2 separate regions of the Rattus norvegicus genome follow, and region 1 is linked to region 2. A link is a contact called in public Hi-C data. All regions are on one chromosome and are shown on one strand. The core of a region is the stretch at or near the end of the contact, and the rest is flanking DNA. Distances in the headings are between cores, read along the strand shown.

What was found. A called contact is a pair of places that touch in the nucleus more often than the background predicts.
Region 1: a contact with region 2 is called in a Hi-C map of the Rat2 cell line, with 3 times the contacts expected there. The contact joins two enhancer-like sites. A contact is called at or near these places in 2 of 12 Hi-C or Micro-C datasets (the A7r5 cell line and the Rat2 cell line).

Annotation. Positions count from the first base shown.
Region 1 is chr1:235,749,397-235,753,989 of GRCr8, forward strand. The region is part of intron 2 of Glis3 (GLIS family zinc finger 3); the gene reads right to left. Among named protein-coding and RNA genes, the nearest start is that of Glis3, 58 kb to the right of the region's middle. Within about 2 kb of position 1,650, at least 40 of the 93 cell types and tissues checked have an H3K27ac peak or open chromatin away from gene starts, as enhancers often do. A contact at or near this core is called in the A7r5 cell line, where this site is marked.
Region 2 is chr1:235,412,411-235,417,064 of GRCr8, forward strand. Glis3 (GLIS family zinc finger 3) reads right to left here. Exons shown (of 11, transcript XM_039101395.2): 9 at 726-901. Among named protein-coding and RNA genes, the nearest start is that of Rnu6-613, 30 kb to the left of the region's middle. Within about 2 kb of position 1,866, at least 10 of the 93 cell types and tissues checked have an H3K27ac peak or open chromatin away from gene starts, as enhancers often do. A contact at or near this core is called in the A7r5 cell line, where this site is marked.

The DNA of each region.
Region 1 (4,593 bases), core at 400-2,899, 340 kb after region 2:
CATGCGTTTGAGAGAAAAGACACCAAGTGCTGACAAGAAGATTAGAAAGAGGCGTGTTCCACACTGGGCATCTTGTTCCCTTCATGTGGCGTTTGCCGAGCAAGAGTTGAGCAAAGAAGACCTCTGCTAAGAGCATCAATGGGCAGCCCCAGGTTGACACCGTTGAGTGTCATTCCCTAGAGAAGTGGAGGGAAGTCCTCCTCCTTCCTAGGTGAGCTGGGATCTTTCCAGGAAAGATAAAGGTCACTTCGTGTGTATCTGTAGCTCTGATCCGTCCACCTCACAAGTGCCAACCTTTTATACTTATGAAGTTGCCATGAGATTGATCTGAATGATGCAAATCATGAAGATACTGGGAAAGGAATTCATACCTGTACTGCCCACTGGGCCTCTCCATGGCCAGAAGGCCCCAGCTCACTAACTCGACGTTGGGGTGCCAAGACTCAAGACTCGTACCCAGTTTTAACAAGTAATTTAACTGAAATAGATGCATGTCTTCCGACTCTTACTGCATCTAATACGATCCACTGCCCCACGTTAAAAGTCCCTCGAGCACACAAGATGCTATCACAGATGGATGACAAGGGGCTCATCCTCCAACCTCTCTCCAGAGAAGCAAGCTCCTCTGGATCTTGGCCACCTGTTTATTCTAAGCTGCTGGTGAACAAACTGTTTTAGTCAGTCTTGAACATAGCACAGGAACCTTGTGAGCAACTGTTACACCAGAAGTCACTTTCTATGAGCGTGCGCGAGTGTGCAATATAAGAAAGCCACAAAAATTCCCACAGGCTTCTTTGCTAATGCTTAGAAATTCCATCTTGTCTAAAACGAAAGGCTCTGTGTTATTTAAATTTGATTAAAAATATTGATGCTTTTCTACGTCTTCTCATTCTGGGCGCTAGGGATACTTAATGAGAGGAGCAGAGCAGGCAGTCTAATTGTGAATGCTGGAAGTCTTATGTGTGAAGATCTGCTCTCTACAAATTTCTGAGCCAATGCTGTAGGCTTTTCAGTAGCTTCCACAGTGAAAACGAAACAAACAAACAGCAAATACCATGGAGAGGGCGGCATCACGTTCAATAGCTTTCTACACTTCCACAGACAAAAAAACACAGCACAGTCAACACTAAACTCACAATTAGAAACGTGCTGCAAGTGCCAAGCGGTGGTTATATTGGGACCAGGCTCCGTGCTCCACAGAACTGGCTCAGAGCAAGCTGCTTCCCCTTGGATCCACGCGCTCAGCAAATAGCCCCAGACTTCTGTTCAGTACCCCTAAGGTGCCCTGATGTAGGACACAGTAGTGACGGGGGTTCTCGTTTCTAACCTAATGGTACGCATACATTCAGCCATAATTGAAATAAAGGGGAAAATGCAAACTCAAAAACAGGGAGTTTTAAAAAAATTATTTTTATAATTTTTCTTCTGGCAATCCCACTAGTAAAAGCCTCAAAAACACTGTCTGCCTTCTCCCACTGGGATCCTGGTAAGGTACTGCCCTCCATGTGTTCTTTATGAGAACGCCTCTTTATGAGAACGCCTGAGAAAATAACTGTCTCACTGCAGCTTTGCTCCACTAGCTAACTTCATGGGGACCGTGAGTCACATGGCCGACGCTCTCCCGCCTCACGGTTGCAGATCCAGCAAGGCTTGGAGCCAAAGCTCTGACTCAGCTCTAGCACAAGAAACGGGGTCAGAGGAAGACGCACCAAGTCCTACCCTCACCCCTTATTTCACCCCGCTTTCTCTCAGCCCATGTTCTCATTACCTGCTTGATTTTTCATCTTTTTCTATTATTCCTTTTTCTGAAACTACTGTTTAACCCTTTTATAAACAAAAACAGGATTCCAAGTTGCTTTCCTCTACTGACGTTAACGTCAAGCAGCAAAATCCGTTCCTTTAACAACTTGCACTTTCGACTCTGTCACTGTAACTAACACACAAAAGCGTCTAGTACCCATTTAATGTTCCCACATACACAACTGTAGCCAAAATTCAGATCAAAATTGTCATTTTGAGCATCATTGTTACTACAGTGTCTTTAAACCCTAGCAGTCACACAAATCTGCATGGTGCCCCTCTAGCTTTCGGATTTGTGATCACAGTTGATTTTCTCGGCAGTCGTAAGAGATAACTACAGCAGGCATTACCATGACTACCTTCTGCTCGCCCAGAGGAGAAAAACAAGGTTCAGATAGTTTAAAAGGACCTTGTCCACAAGGCTAAGTTATTAAGTTATTCAGACAAAATGGGGGGTGCGGGGAGAGTCCTTCAAAACTACCATGTCTCCCATGACTACCAAAGGTGGTCTTGCATAGCATAGTCTTTGAATTTTTGGCCTAGAACCAGTGACTCAAATGTTTCATTCACTTGACTTTCTAAATAGTATGAGCCAGCTAGTCAAAAGTGTAACAATTACTGCTTGGTAATGGAACCCCTAACAGATGAGAACTAGACAGCCAAGACACTGGAAAATTTTTTAATCATTAGAACATGCATGAGTAATTTATTTCCTCCATTGGAATCCAGTGATGGAGTTAAGAAAACTCGCTCCTGCACAAACAAGGAGCACAGGCACTTTAATGTGGTCCTCTAGAGTGGTCACACAGAGCAAACCTGCCTCTTGAGTCACTGGCTCTGGTGAGATCATTTAGTAGTAGAGAATGAAATTCACAAGGCAGGCTCAAGAGAAGATTTAACTCCTTATTCATGATGAACTCATAGCACTTCAACCACATCTAAGGGGAGGAAATATGAAACTCAAATCACATTAATTTTCAAATCATTGACATTGCTAATAAATGAAAGGGCAAAATGTTCACAATTTGAACTCTTGAGACCTTGAGTAAACCGGTCTGTCTATTCATACTACGAGTCAGAAATTGGGGAGTTGGAGGAGAGACTGCATATGCCTTTTCTCTGAGTTTTAATCTCTTTGGGAAAAAATGAGGAAGAGGGTCTGAGAAAGCCACAAATTCATTACCTCAACATTCTACAGCTGCGAGAGTATGTGCTAGTGCTACCTACCCTGGCTCACCCTTTCAGTGTTGCCTAGCATCTAAAACCATGCACTATGTGGATATTAGGTTTCAGCATATTTAAATCATTATTCAAGAATCTGAGCATTTCCCTTTAATCAATTTCAAACCTCTACTGGTTTGAATTACTAATTCCCTACCCATGAAACAATATATTCATGTTAAGTGTCTTTGTTCAAAATAGTCTCCAATAGATACTCAAGTTAATCCTGTTTACCAGTCTCTTGACAATAATGAACAGAAGTAAATGCAACTCTGGCTTAGTTAATTTTTTCATATTCACATTGAGCGTTCAGTCTATATGATTCCAGGGTGATAGGTCCATGTGTGCCTTTTTAACAACTGTATACCCCATGTTCAGCACAGAATCATCACAGTGAACGTGCTGGCTAAAAGATGGAAACAGCCAGCGAAGCAGCACTCGAAGAGAAACATCAGCGCCTTTCCCCAGAGAAGACTGAAGGGTGCTTTGCCAGGCTGGACCTCTGTCACTCAGAACCAACCCTCAATATGGACAGGGAGAAGCAGCTCCTAAATGCTAAGCAGGGGTCCAGATAAAGAAACTGTATGTTTGTGTGCTCCCTTCTGAAGTAGAGTTTTAGAGTATTTCAAAGTTTGGAGACAGCAGAGTATGAAGGCGAGAACCCGTCCTTCTTAATCTGCCCATGTCCCACCTGCGGGACCTGTGCAAACTCCTTAACATCCCTACGTCTTGGTTTCCTCTACTGTAAAAAGGGGTAGGAGTTACGAGATTTACCTTGAGTTATGGAAGACCACCAAGCCAATGAGTAGTAGTCAACCACACCCATGCGGTACCCCTCACAAAGTGTAACCACCACTATGGAGCAGTGTGAAATCTATTTCTAGAAAAATTAACCTCTCTGGTTTTATCAGTCCGCACGGAAGATCAGAATGACTCATCTTTAAGAGCTGTGCAGCTTCTCAGACACATGTACAGATGAGAGCCTCCCAGACACATGTACAGATGAGAGCCTCCCAGACACATGTACAGATGAGAGCTTCCCAGACACATGTACAGATGAGAGCCTCCCAGACACATGTACAGATGAGAGCCTCCCAGACACATGTTTTTTTTTTTTTGTTTTGTTTTTGTTTTTGTTTTTTTTTTTCCGGAGCTGGGGATCGAACCCAGGGCCTTGCGCCTGCTAGGCAAGCGCTCTACCGCTGAGCTAAATCCCCAACCCTTAAATCTTTTTTTTTTTCCTTTTTTTTTCTTTTTTTCGGAGCTGGGGACCGAACCCAGGGCATTGCGTTTGCTAGGCAAGCGCTCTACCACTGAGCTAAATCCCCAACCTCCCAGACACATGTACAGATGAGAGCTTCCCAGACACATGTACAGATGAGAGCCTCCCAGACACATGTACAGATGAGAGCTTCCCAGACACATGTACAGATGAGAGCTTCCCAGACACATGTACAGATGAGAGCTGGAGCTTGAAAGAGGCAGAGCCTAGTGCATGTTGCAGCAGCGGCAGCAAGTGGACTGATGAGACAGGAGCGGCTGTCACAGCAGATGGTCCCTCTGCTCGCTCAC
Region 2 (4,654 bases), core at 616-3,115:
GGTCCACTAGGATATGTGCTTGAACTGGCAAAAGGAGTTTGATTAAAGAAAAGAAACTGAAGCAGACTCAGTCCTCAAAGCATGACCCTTTCTGAACATAAGGCTGACACAGAATGTAAGCCACTGTGATTTCTCTTTTCCTTATGTTCTCTCTTCCTGTATGAATATGCAGTCATTACAGGGCATGAAGAAATGAGCTGGGTTCCCTAAGAGATACGATGGCGAGTCAGACAACTCTGGTCTCAGAAGCTAGCTTATACGTTAATAAAGATGATAAGTTTCATTCAGATGAGGTACAAGATGGAGAGAATGAAAGTTCTACCCAAGACGCACAGATAGAATGCATGAAGTTTGGGGCTGGGGAGATGTCACACAGGGGAACCATGGAAGACTTGGACCTGGCTTATGGGAAGGAGTCAGCAGCCATGAACGGTGGTACTCCAGGGGCTTTCTTTTGCGTAGTCTCCTGATCATTCAACCTATTCTTGAGGTTTCACAACACGGGAACACCAATGATTGCCTTGGTTTGGTAACTATGGGTGTCATAAATCAGGTCAGCTGAGAAAAAGACTACAGATTTCATGCCAGAAAAGGGTGCTGTTTACATCTTAGGTCTGATGTAAAACAGAACATCTGGAACCCACATCTGGTCCCTAGGACACCTGACCGAAGGCAAGGGCAAAACACTGCCTTCAAAACTCCAAGGGCTGCCAGCTCCTGCTTACCGTGGACATGGATACCATTTGACTGAAAAGAAGAGTTGGTTTCTGGCTGGTAGGGCTTCAGGAGTGAGCCTGGTGGCTGCTGGGTGTGGGGAGCTTGTGCTCTCTGTAGCAGTGACTGAGGAGCTGGAACTCTTCCCGGGCTGATGTGGTGAGGAGATGGAGTCGGAGGTGCAAACCTGGGAAAAACGATTACAACAGGCAGCATGACCAACTCTTCAAAGCCTTCTGAGTCCCCGTTCTGGCCCTAAACAAGTATGACAATGTGCTCTTTCTAAAACCCTTTAGGACCCTCCTCTCTCTCGTCCAACCACTGACTGCTTCTCTGACACATAGAGGGAAGAAAAGACACCAACAAAGGAAACCTTAGTCACAGTTTGGGTTTGTCAGGCTTCTTAAACTGTATTTCAAACCCTCTGGGTTTTGTGAAATTCAAAGCACATCTTGTGCCAGGCCCTTTTCCTGCTAATTTTAAAACCCGTTCACATTTTAGGGGAAATTCGATTCATATGTTTCTGAGTCATTTACACTTAGCTCATAAACATTTTGTTTTGTAAGGCATATCTGAGGTCCAAGAAGTGTTATGGGTCCTTATTATGACCCCCTCTAACCAGAGTCTCCTTAAACAATACATTTTCTCTTGCCAAGAGTAAAATAACTTTAAACCTCAAAGGTCAAATATGCTTGAAACACAGAACCTGAGAGGTCGGCCTGGGTTCTGTGCTGGGTAAAGAGCATTCCTGCTGGTGTAGAAGGAATGTACTGTGGCATTTTTGTAGTAACGTGTAACAATCACAAGGTTGTTGGGTCTTTTGGTTTTGTTGAATGCAATTCCTTGCATATGCCAGGCAAGCACTCCACCATCGAGTGCTATCCCCAGCCTCAGCCTCAGAGTACGGCTTTCTGAAAGGAGATATACTGGTAATTTAAACAAGGAGAAATTACCAAGGAACCTTGGACAACTGTCTATTTATCTTCTCGTTCTGAGGGGAGACTGGCAGGTTCTGAGTCATGAGATTTAGAATAGCATTTACTGTCTAACGGCGAAGGACAGGAGACTTGAGAGAACAGACTTGCAGTTGGAAATGGTCACAGAGAAATTAAGAGGACGCTTACTTTGTTGGTTCAGCATGGGACAGTGATACTCATGGCAGAGAAGGAGGTAAGGGTCTTTCAATGTCGTGAGAATAAGCAGCAACGTAAGTCTTGATAAAAATATACTAGCAATGAAGCAAGTAACCTCCCCATAGTTCATCAACAGGAAAGCCTTTAGTTAGTTCCTGTTTAGACTATGTGGAAGAAAGGCTTCATTTTGAACTAGCAAATGCAGGTCATCATTGGTGACATCACTTATTTTATAGAAACAACTGAGTCCACAAGGCTGGGCTCTTGTGTAAGGACATAGCTGAGAAAAGGGGAAGGTGCATTAGACACATTTCCGAAGTTCATCCTAAAGGTCCTGAAGCAAAGTAATCTCGTAAATGGCAGCTTCAACATTTATGTGAAGGGAGTGAGAGCCTGGGAGACAATGCTGTGTTCACTTTGCGTTTCACTTGGGAAGTATGCTGATGCTATCTAAGAAGGCTGCAAAGGAACTAAGAGGAAGATGAGGGACTTAAGGCAAAGAGGTCAGAGTATATCAGCAAACCAGTTGTGATCAGATGCCTATCATCTGGTCACTTAGGTTTTTATTCTATGGGAGGAGAAGAGCAGCTGTGTGTCCTGTGCCGGTACATCTGCACTTCTCAAAACACTGCCTCTTAATTGGGCTTAACCCGAAAGGCAATGCTGAGTGGCCCCAGGAGAAAACAAATCCTGGCACTACCCTGAGAACATCTAGTAAAACACACAAGCCAGGATTCCCCATATGGAGGCTATTTTCTGGAGAACACGTCCTTATTGTGTCTCCAAAGTAGCTCTGAGCTTGTAGGAGAGGAATGAGAAGTTATGAAATCAGAGAGTCTGAAGAGATAGAGTCTGCACTGGCATCCAATCCTAAATGGGGCCTGTTCTTCTGCTCCTCTGGGCCGAAGGGAGAAAGGATTTGAGTAGCAAGGTCACCTATGTCATTATCACACAATCATACTGATGTTTCAACTTTGGGAGACAACGTCATTAAGACCCAATGGCTCTCTTGTTTCACTTCTTTATTTGAGAGTAAAAGACACAAGGAGCTAGAGGGCCTTCTGGTCTACCCTTCTGGTATATCTGCTATCTTCTGTCAGTCTATGACCAAAGAACAAAGTGATGAGGGGACAGACAAGTTGGGACTATCTGGGGAACCCAGTACAATCTGAGGACATAACCTACCCCAAACAACAAGATACATCTGACTCACATAAGATGAACTAGTAAGGAGTAGAGATGATGATGGACAAAGAATACGGAATCTAAGGCTCTCTCCTCAGAGTGAGGCCCTAATGCTTTTATCATTTGCACCAGTATGGTCAAAGTTAATTATGATCACTAACAAGGAAATGGAGACTACAAGGATACAAGAGTATAACTTATTAAAATAGTTTGCCATCTACAGCATAGATTGTATTACTCTAGATATAGATTCTGTATGTGCATGCTATTATAGAATTATGAGCTCATTCCAAATTATTCTTATTTAAGTTCTGGGCTATTACATATTATTCAATACACCAAAAGGGGTAAATAAAGGGAAAACCGTGGCAGGCACATACAAAGGTTTTGGCATTATTTCACGGCCCAGGACACTAAAGTAGTATGCCTTCCACTCAACTTACACTTGCTTTTTGCTAAGTCAGAGGTGTCCTCTGTATTCTTAACACAGATGAGATTACAGAGCATGGAGGTAACACATTTGAAGACAGAGATCTCGTCTCACATAAAATATTAATAAGAATTTAAATACAAGTTCTAAGTGGACTACACCTCCATAAAGTAGTCTTTTGTTTAAAAGGAAGTACCATGAAGTTCTGACTTTTGCATCTACAGAGAATGTACTTTTGATGAGAAGTGACCATATTTGTCAGATAACTACCAGGAATAAGGAAACAAGAATCCATAGCTTAAAATTTTAGCACAAGAAATCTCTTCATAACTAGGAATGGTTTTAAAGCACGGATTCAATTTATACAAATTTACAAGAATCAGTTAAAAATTTTTTTATTTTTATTCATCAATTTTTAGAATTAGTTTTACTTCTGACTAAAAATGCCAAGTAGTATTTAACAAAAAAAGCCACGGCCTCTCTGTGAATTTGTATATATTCAGTTTGTTTTTAACCTGCTCATGGTGGAGAACAGCTAATTAAGATCAGAGGTTACTGGGGCTGGGGATTTAGCTCAGTGGTAGAGCGCTTACCTAGGAAGCGCAAGGCCCTGGGTTCGGTCCCCAGCTCCGAAAAAAAGAACCAGAAAAAAAAAAAAAAGATCAGAGGTTACAGCAGAAGATGAGTATGAAGGTGAAGACAGAGCCTACAGTTAGAGGTGAGGGCCCAGACACAGTTGAACACAAATTTAACTCAAGAATCATGGAACCCAAGAGACCCAGCAGTTTAAGACCACTTCATGCAAGAGAAAACAGCAGAGGGGCGGAGAGAATTCCAAAGCCTGTGAGCTGCACCACCTTTCTGGCTGCAGGGAAGGGAGGCCTTCCTAACTTCTCTTCTAAATGTCTGCAGCTATTTTCCAACCCTGCATATCGGCTTGTATCAAAATGAGTGTGTTCTGAGTGTTTTGCCCAGAATAGCCTGAGGGATGTATTTATGTAATGATTGGTGATGATGGTGATGGTGATGGTGATGATGATGATATAGAAAGTTTCTAGGTGCTAAAATAAAAAGTCCAATGCCAATGACAGGTTATAGTCATTTTTCATTCTACAGAGTATTTCATCCCTCAAATATGTTAGATCAAGGCAGCATCATTGCTAATTCTGTGTTACACTGTATCCAAGAGGCA